Regions from separate parts of the Mus musculus genome. Here region 2 is linked to region 1. Evidence: chromatin contacts called from public promoter capture Hi-C data. All regions are on one chromosome and are shown on one strand. Each heading gives the region's core, a stretch centred on a gene start, on an enhancer-like site or on the middle of the called end of the contact. The rest is flanking DNA. Distances are from core to core; before and after follow the strand shown. Region 1 holds the start of Snhg3 (small nucleolar RNA host gene 3). Region 2 holds the start of Tmem50a (transmembrane protein 50A).

Region 1 (3,365 bases), core at 621-3,120:
ACTCCAGAGCAGAGGAAGGAACAATCTTAGTATTTGGAGGGACCAAGCACTCACTCAGGGTTTATCCTGACCCACCTGCAGCCTTCTGCTCACACACACACATTAAATCACAGGAAAAGACATTCAAATGCTTTAATTCAGATTTTAACTTATGACAATAATCTTACAGAGAATGTGGGAACAGAAAAATGACATATATGGTTTATATAATATGGTCTGGGGGAAACCTGTTGGGACCTCAAAAAATGAGAACCATGGTGAAGGTTCTCAAATCTAGACATAACCTATCAAAAGAAATGTATTTACCAGAGTTAAGTAGGCAGAAAAGCTTGCCCCAGCTTCTAATGGCCGAGGCTGTAACAGACAAAATTTTAGCACGCTGTATATAATAACTATTCAGTAGGTGCCCCCGCTGATTCTCTTCTTTCCTGGAAGAGGGGAAAAAAAAAACAACACAAACATCAGGTTCCTAAAGTTGACATACCAAAAGCCTTAGGAATTTAAATTTTTGTTTCCTGCATGGTTTGTCTCCTCAGTCATGGTCCACGGGACTCTGAGAAGTCGTAGGAATATGCAGGCGCAGACTCGAAAGCCCAGCTTCATCTCCAACGTTGTGGAAAGGGACTGTACATCACCGGGCAATGCCCTAAGCTCCCGTTCGCCACTAGGACAGAGCCCGGGGAGAGTGACCTCCCGGGATATCCACGTTGGAATGTCTGGTTAGCACCCAAACGTTTAGTCAACTTCAACAGGCGACTACACCCCCCCCCCCCACACACACAGTGTATATCACTAATAACGTACACATGGAGCAGAAAGCACTAAGCCAGCCTCAGGGTGAACGTACCTCCATCAACAAAGTACCTGAAATCATTGACCGGGTCTGCAAGAGAAGACTTTAATCAGTAAGTTAAACCCTTAGAGTACTCGGACGCACCCCCAGATTGCATGACTTAAAAAACTGTTTCCTGCATGGTTTGTCTCCTCAGTCATGGTCCACAGGACTCTGAGAAGTCGTAGGAATATGCAGGCGCAGACTCGAAAGCCCAGCTTTATCTCCAACGTTGTGGAAAGGGACTGTACATCACCGGGCAATGCCCTAAGCTCCCGCTCGCCACTAGGACAGAGCCCGGGGAGAGTGACCTCCCGGGATATCCACGTCGGATAGTCATGGTAATGTCTTTTTTTTTGACAAAATGCCACAGGGTCCTTTTGCCAGACCTCCAGCTGGAGGAAAAACCCCAAAAACGCCTGTCTCCAGAGTGCTGTGACTACAGACTTCAGCCACCTTTTCAGATCTTGAAGCAAACAGAACACAACACCCCCATCGGAACCAAACTATCCAGAAATTATCTACCTAAAAAAGGGTCCTCTGAAAAATGGGAGATTAATGAACAAAAAACTGCAGAAATCCCGTTACAAGGTGAAGAGAAAGTATAACTGGGAAGCAAGGCGAAATGATTAAGTTAAAACCGAACGCTGGAAGGCGGCTAACACTTCAAATCACAAGGCAGGAACCAAAGACCCTGTCCTCTTAAAGTGAACATTAAAGGAAAGTGCGTAGACCAACTCAGTCTCCCAGGCAATAATCCTGCGAGCGTTGGGATCCCCGAAAGAAAACGGTTACTGGGCTCGGAGGCGCGTGACCTCACGCCATGCTCGGCTAGTGAGCCCGGCCTCCCACACCGGGTCCGCCCAGCCGCGACCCTGCCTGTCTGCGGAGCCCGTGCGGGACCGCGCGGGCAAACCCTCAGCAGCCGAGAGCAGCGCACTGTACTCACCAAGAACAAGCACACCAAGAGAGCGACGCCTAGAGAGACAGACCCGCGCCGACGCAGCCATATTTATACCTTAAGTAACGCCCGGAAGTCAGGCGTGGTCGACTATGCCTGCGCCTGCGCAGGGTTACGCTCACTTAGAAGCATTGGAAATGCGCTAAGGCTGATGGGATCGAGAACTTTTACCCTACTAAGGTGTTGGCGGTCTTAGCGTGAAATTGTTGAGCTTGTGAGGTTTGTCCTCTCGGCCTGGATACACTGGTATATGCAAAATGAAAAAAAAAAAAAAAGCCTAGAGAAATATTTTCTAGATTCCAGAGTTTGAATCTACTTTGTTTGTGGAAGGAACAGTTGATACAGAACATAGATGCTACAATTAAAAACTTCCCATGGAGGGGGCCTGAGAGGTGGCTTAGTGGTTAAGATTCCTGGTTGAAGGCGGGAGGGTGGCGCACGCCTTTAGTCCTAGCACTCAGGAGGCAGAGGCAGGCGGATTTCTGAATTTAAGGCCAGCCTGGTCTACAGAGTGAGTTCCAGGTCATCCAGGGCCACACAGAGAAACCCTGTCTCGAAAAAACAAAAACAAAACACTAATGCTGTTTCCCAGATTTTTAAGACATGAAATTAAGCCTGATGAATGTTGTTGTGAAATATTTATTTGAAAGAATGGCTGTCTGGGCGTGATGGTGTAGGTTTTTCTGTTTTGTTTTTTGAGTCAGGGTTTCTCTGTATAGCCCTGGCTGTCCTGGAACTCTTTGTACACCAGGCTGGCCTCGAACTCAGAAACCCGCCTGCCTCTGCCTCCAGAGTGCTGGGATCAAAGGCGTGCGTCACCACACCCAGCTCCCATTGAGCCATCTTGTTGGCTCTGCCCTCTCCTTTCTGACATGGTTTTTCAGACCTCAGTCTCTCTCCACGAAAAACAGTGGGCAGTGTGAACCTTCAGAACAACCTTCTGGAGATGTTTTAACCCCAAAGCTGCAGGAACAAGGGGAGACCTAATAATCTGGACCACGGGAACATGGGATCAGAGAAACATCCAACAAAAAGTTCTGACTACTGGTTTCTTTTCACGCTTAGGGAAGGGTAATGTGCCAAGTGCCAAGCAGCAAATGAGTCACTGCTGAGGTGCCCTGGGCAGAAACTGGGCAGCCTGCCAGAGAGGACAGGCAGTACCAGCCACTCTGGTGACACCAGCCTGGTGACACCAACCTGAGGTTCATTCAGCTGTGGGCCATATTGAGTTAATCCTTGTAAGGGACTGTTGAAACTCCTTGTTCTCAAACATATGTAAAAATGGCATTTGTCAGCTGGGCGTGGTGGCACATGCCTTTAATCCCAGCACTCTCGAGGCAGAGGCAGGCAGATTTCTGAGTTCAAAGCCAGCCTGGTCTACAAAGTGAGTGCCAGGACAGCCAGGGCTACACAGAGAAACCCTGTCTCAAAAAAACAAAAACAAAAACAAAAACAAAAAAAAAAAAAAATATATATATATATATATATAGTATTTGTCTTGACCTTTAAAACAAAAAAACAAAAACAAAAAAAAACAAAACAACAAAAAAAAACAGCCGTGAGTGGTGGCGC
Region 2 (3,365 bases), core at 450-2,949, 2.6 Mb after region 1:
TAAACAAGGTCCTTCGGTTTTCTTGTTTCAAAGCTGGCTGTGTTTCTGCAAAATAACAGCTGGATGATAACCTAACACAAGTTACAGATGCGCTTTATTCCAGCTCTACTGATTTCTTCAGGATGTCTGATGCTGCTTTGGTGGGGAGTGAGGTACTAGGGATGGAGTCTACGTTTAATGTAAAACTTGGTTTTAGCTGGGACTGGGGTGGTGGCTGCCTCAGCCTGCAATCCTAGCATTTGGCGGGCTGAGACAGGAGGACTGGGCTCAGTCAGAGGGCCAGCCAGAGCTACACAGTGAGTTTCAGGCCAGTCTGTCCTAAAAAGACTAAACAAGGGGCTGATGACATGGCTCTGCAGTTAAGAGCACTGACTGCTCTTTCAGAGGTCCCAGCAACCACATGGTGGTTCATAACCATCTATAGGGGGATCTGGCGCCCTCTTCTGGCCTGCGGATGTACAGGCAGCACAGCACTCATAAATAAATACAAATTAAGACAAGAAAACAAAACAAAATCAGGATGGTCTTAGCATATTTACATAATATGAATGAAGGTGATTACCTTAACCTTAAACAAAAATGTACTGTCACAAAAATGACATCTCCTCAAAGATGTCACATTTTATTATTTCAAGTCCACTAGTTCTTTAAGTGAGGGCAATGATGCTTAGCCCTCCACAGCTGCTTTCTAAACCTTAAGCTCCCTACTAAAGGTTCCTATTTGATTTTAATAATAAGGACATGATAGACTTTGGTTTTAAGGTAAAAATGTAAACTTGGATGGAAAATACTTCCTCTAGGAATCTGCACATTTTATCCTACATCTGTGTCTTTCATGCCCAGATTAAGAAGAGAACGGCTCAACTTCGGGCTTTATTTCTATTTCGTTTTTTCTCCACTATTTGTCCCTTCACCAAGCCTGCCTTCGGATGTCATTACTTTGTAAAGGGCACTCATCTTACTATCCCTAACTCTGCTACTGATGCTGTTTGTACATTCCCCACAAAAAAGGGCAGGCCTGAAACGAATTCAGACTTAAATAAAGAACGTGCAGTCAAATTACCACGGTCAGCCGAAATTGTCTTAAATCCCATAAAACCCTCCTCCTTCAAGTTCAGCTGTGCAGACCCAGCCGGAGAAACGTAACTCATCTTAATTTCACAGATAAAACCTGAATTAAATACAACTCGCTCACAGTGAACACCCCAGATCTCACATGACTCCCTAAGGAAGGCGATTTCAGTTTTAGCCGCCTCTAAACAAGCTAAAGGGAAAAACTGATAGACTTTTGTGATGAGTTCGGGTCTGAAAATACACTCGTTTTTATCTAATGATTGGAAAGAAAAGCAACCCACTATGTGTAATTGTCGGTTCCCCCAATGGCCCACCCGAGTCCATTTTTCGTTGCACAATTCTTTGACATTTTCAAAGGCAGACCCGCCCTGCAGACTGGAGGAACAGGGCGCGGTTACGCGTGGGCCGAACCCCGACGCGCCACCGTCGGATGAGCGTGCCCAGCTCCACAGTTCTGGGGAAGAGTCCCCGCCACAGGAAGCGGCCCCGCAGGTCGCGGGATCTCAGCCCCGGCGGCGGCGGCGTCCAGGAGCTGGGGCACGGCCACTGCCGCGAGTTCGAGCCCGGCCCGCTGCTCCGCCCTCCCGTCCGCACTCACGTCCAAGTCCGGAGTTGGGAGTCGCGGCGCGTTTGGTAGCCTCGGTTTACTCCAGTTCTGCAAGAAAACAAAACAGCCACAGGCAATCAGACTCCCGGATGTCGATGTGCCGGTCCGCCCCCGAGTCAGTGCGCATGCGGATCGAGAGCGAAGGGCGGATCCCTGGGGTGCAGCCTATGGGCCACGCCCACCGCGCCGACAAGTCTGTGGGTTACCCGGACTCCCTTGTCACTGTGAGAAATGCTAGAGTGGAGCCTGTCTTCTGGGATGGGACCAAGGAAGGGAGGCAACAGTCCACCTGTACTGTTTGGTTTTGTTGTTGTTGTTACACTTTTTAAAATGTATTCTTCTTGTCATTGTGTAGAGATCAGACAGATCACCCACCCTCCAAGAGTGGTCCTTCTTTTCCTTTCGTCATATGGGTCCCAGGAATCAAACTCAGGTTATTTGACTTAGCAGCAAGTACCTGCTTTACCTGCTGAGCCATTTTTCCGGCCCGATGGTGACTTTAAGAGGGCTGGCATGGCCCTGCTGTCATCTCATGTTCACGTGGGTGGCAGGTAGTCAGGAGCCTGTGGCACAGAAGGTGGTTGGGTGGCTCACTGCCTTGCAGGAGGGATCATCTCTCCGGTCCCCAGCATGAAATCTATGTAGCTTTTGTTGAGAGGGGGAATTAGCTGATTAGTATTTGAAACTATACAATACCCCCTCCACACAACCCCCCTTCCCTCCTCCCCCGCCCCCCCGACTGTGCCTGAACCCAGGGCTCTACCACTCAGTCCAGGTTCTAGACCCATAACCTATTTAACTTTTACATGTTTTACATGATGAGTATTTTGCTTGCATGCACATCTGTGCGCCACTGTGCACTGTGCTGGCAGAGGCCAGAAGAGGTGCCTGGAACTGGAATTACAGCTGTTGTGAGCTACCGTGTGGGTGTAGAGAACTGAACCTGGGTCGTCGAGAGAACAGCCTGCACTCTGAATCATCGCGTCATCTTTCCAGCAACTCCAGGACCTATTTTTAAATGGACACATTTCTTAGCCCTAGAGATTAAAGGTTTATTGTGACTGGCTAAAGACTGGTTAATGTCTCAAGGTCAGGCAGTGCTCCCCCAGCCCTGTGTGTGTGTGTGTGTGTGTGTGTGTGTGTGTGTGAGCGCGCGTGTGTGCACATGTGTGTGCATGTAGGCATTTATTTCTTTAGTTGCTATTCTGGACCTCCCCATGCTAAGTTGACATTCTACCTCTGACCTCTGAGCCATCTCTCCAGGTCTTTTGCTTTTGTTTTTGTTTTTTCCCAACATGGTTTCTCTGTGTAGCCTTAGTTTTCCTGAAATTTGTTCTCTAGGCCAGGCTGGCTGGCCTTGATCTCAGAGATCTGCCTGCCTCTGCTTCTCAAGGGCCAGGATTAAAGGCCCACACTACCACCACCACCACCACCAAACCCAAATGCAGATCTTAATGAAAACTTTTAAATGTCTATTCATATTTTTTAACTGCTCTTAGTAAAGCTTCTACGAAGCTAAGTTCTGCAATGAAATCTTGCTGGAGGTCTGCTGGAGCTATTGGGTCCTGTCTGGGTAGAGCTCAGGGTTGGGTGAAGCTCCTAAGTCAAGATGCAGGACTATTGAAGCCACCGGGGCAGTGGAGGTGAAGGGCAGGCCACGGTCCACAGGGACAAACAGCCAAAG

Evidence for each region. Promoter capture Hi-C pulls out the DNA fragments that hold promoters and counts their contacts.
Region 2: a contact with region 1 is called in a promoter capture Hi-C map of cranial neural crest. The contact joins the promoter of Tmem50a here to the promoter of Snhg3 in region 1. A contact is called at or near these places in 2 of 39 promoter capture datasets (cranial neural crest and embryonic stem cells) and 1 of 9 other capture datasets (liver).

The regions. Positions count from the first base shown.
Region 1 is chr4:132,351,816-132,355,180 of GRCm38.p6, forward strand. Snhg3 (small nucleolar RNA host gene 3) reads right to left here and starts at 1,871. Exons shown (of 3, transcript NR_003270.2): 1 at 1,782-1,871; 2 at 848-883; 3 at 118-428. Snora73b (small nucleolar RNA, H/ACA box 73b) reads right to left here and starts at 711; the gene lies at 507-711. It overlaps Snora73a (small nucleolar RNA, H/ACA box 73a), which reads right to left and starts at 1,164; the gene lies at 960-1,164. RefSeq lists a cis regulatory region at 1,610-2,129.
Region 2 is chr4:134,913,217-134,916,581 of GRCm38.p6, forward strand. It overlaps Tmem50a (transmembrane protein 50A), which reads right to left and starts at 1,700. Exons shown (of 7, transcript NM_027935.2): 1 at 1,673-1,700.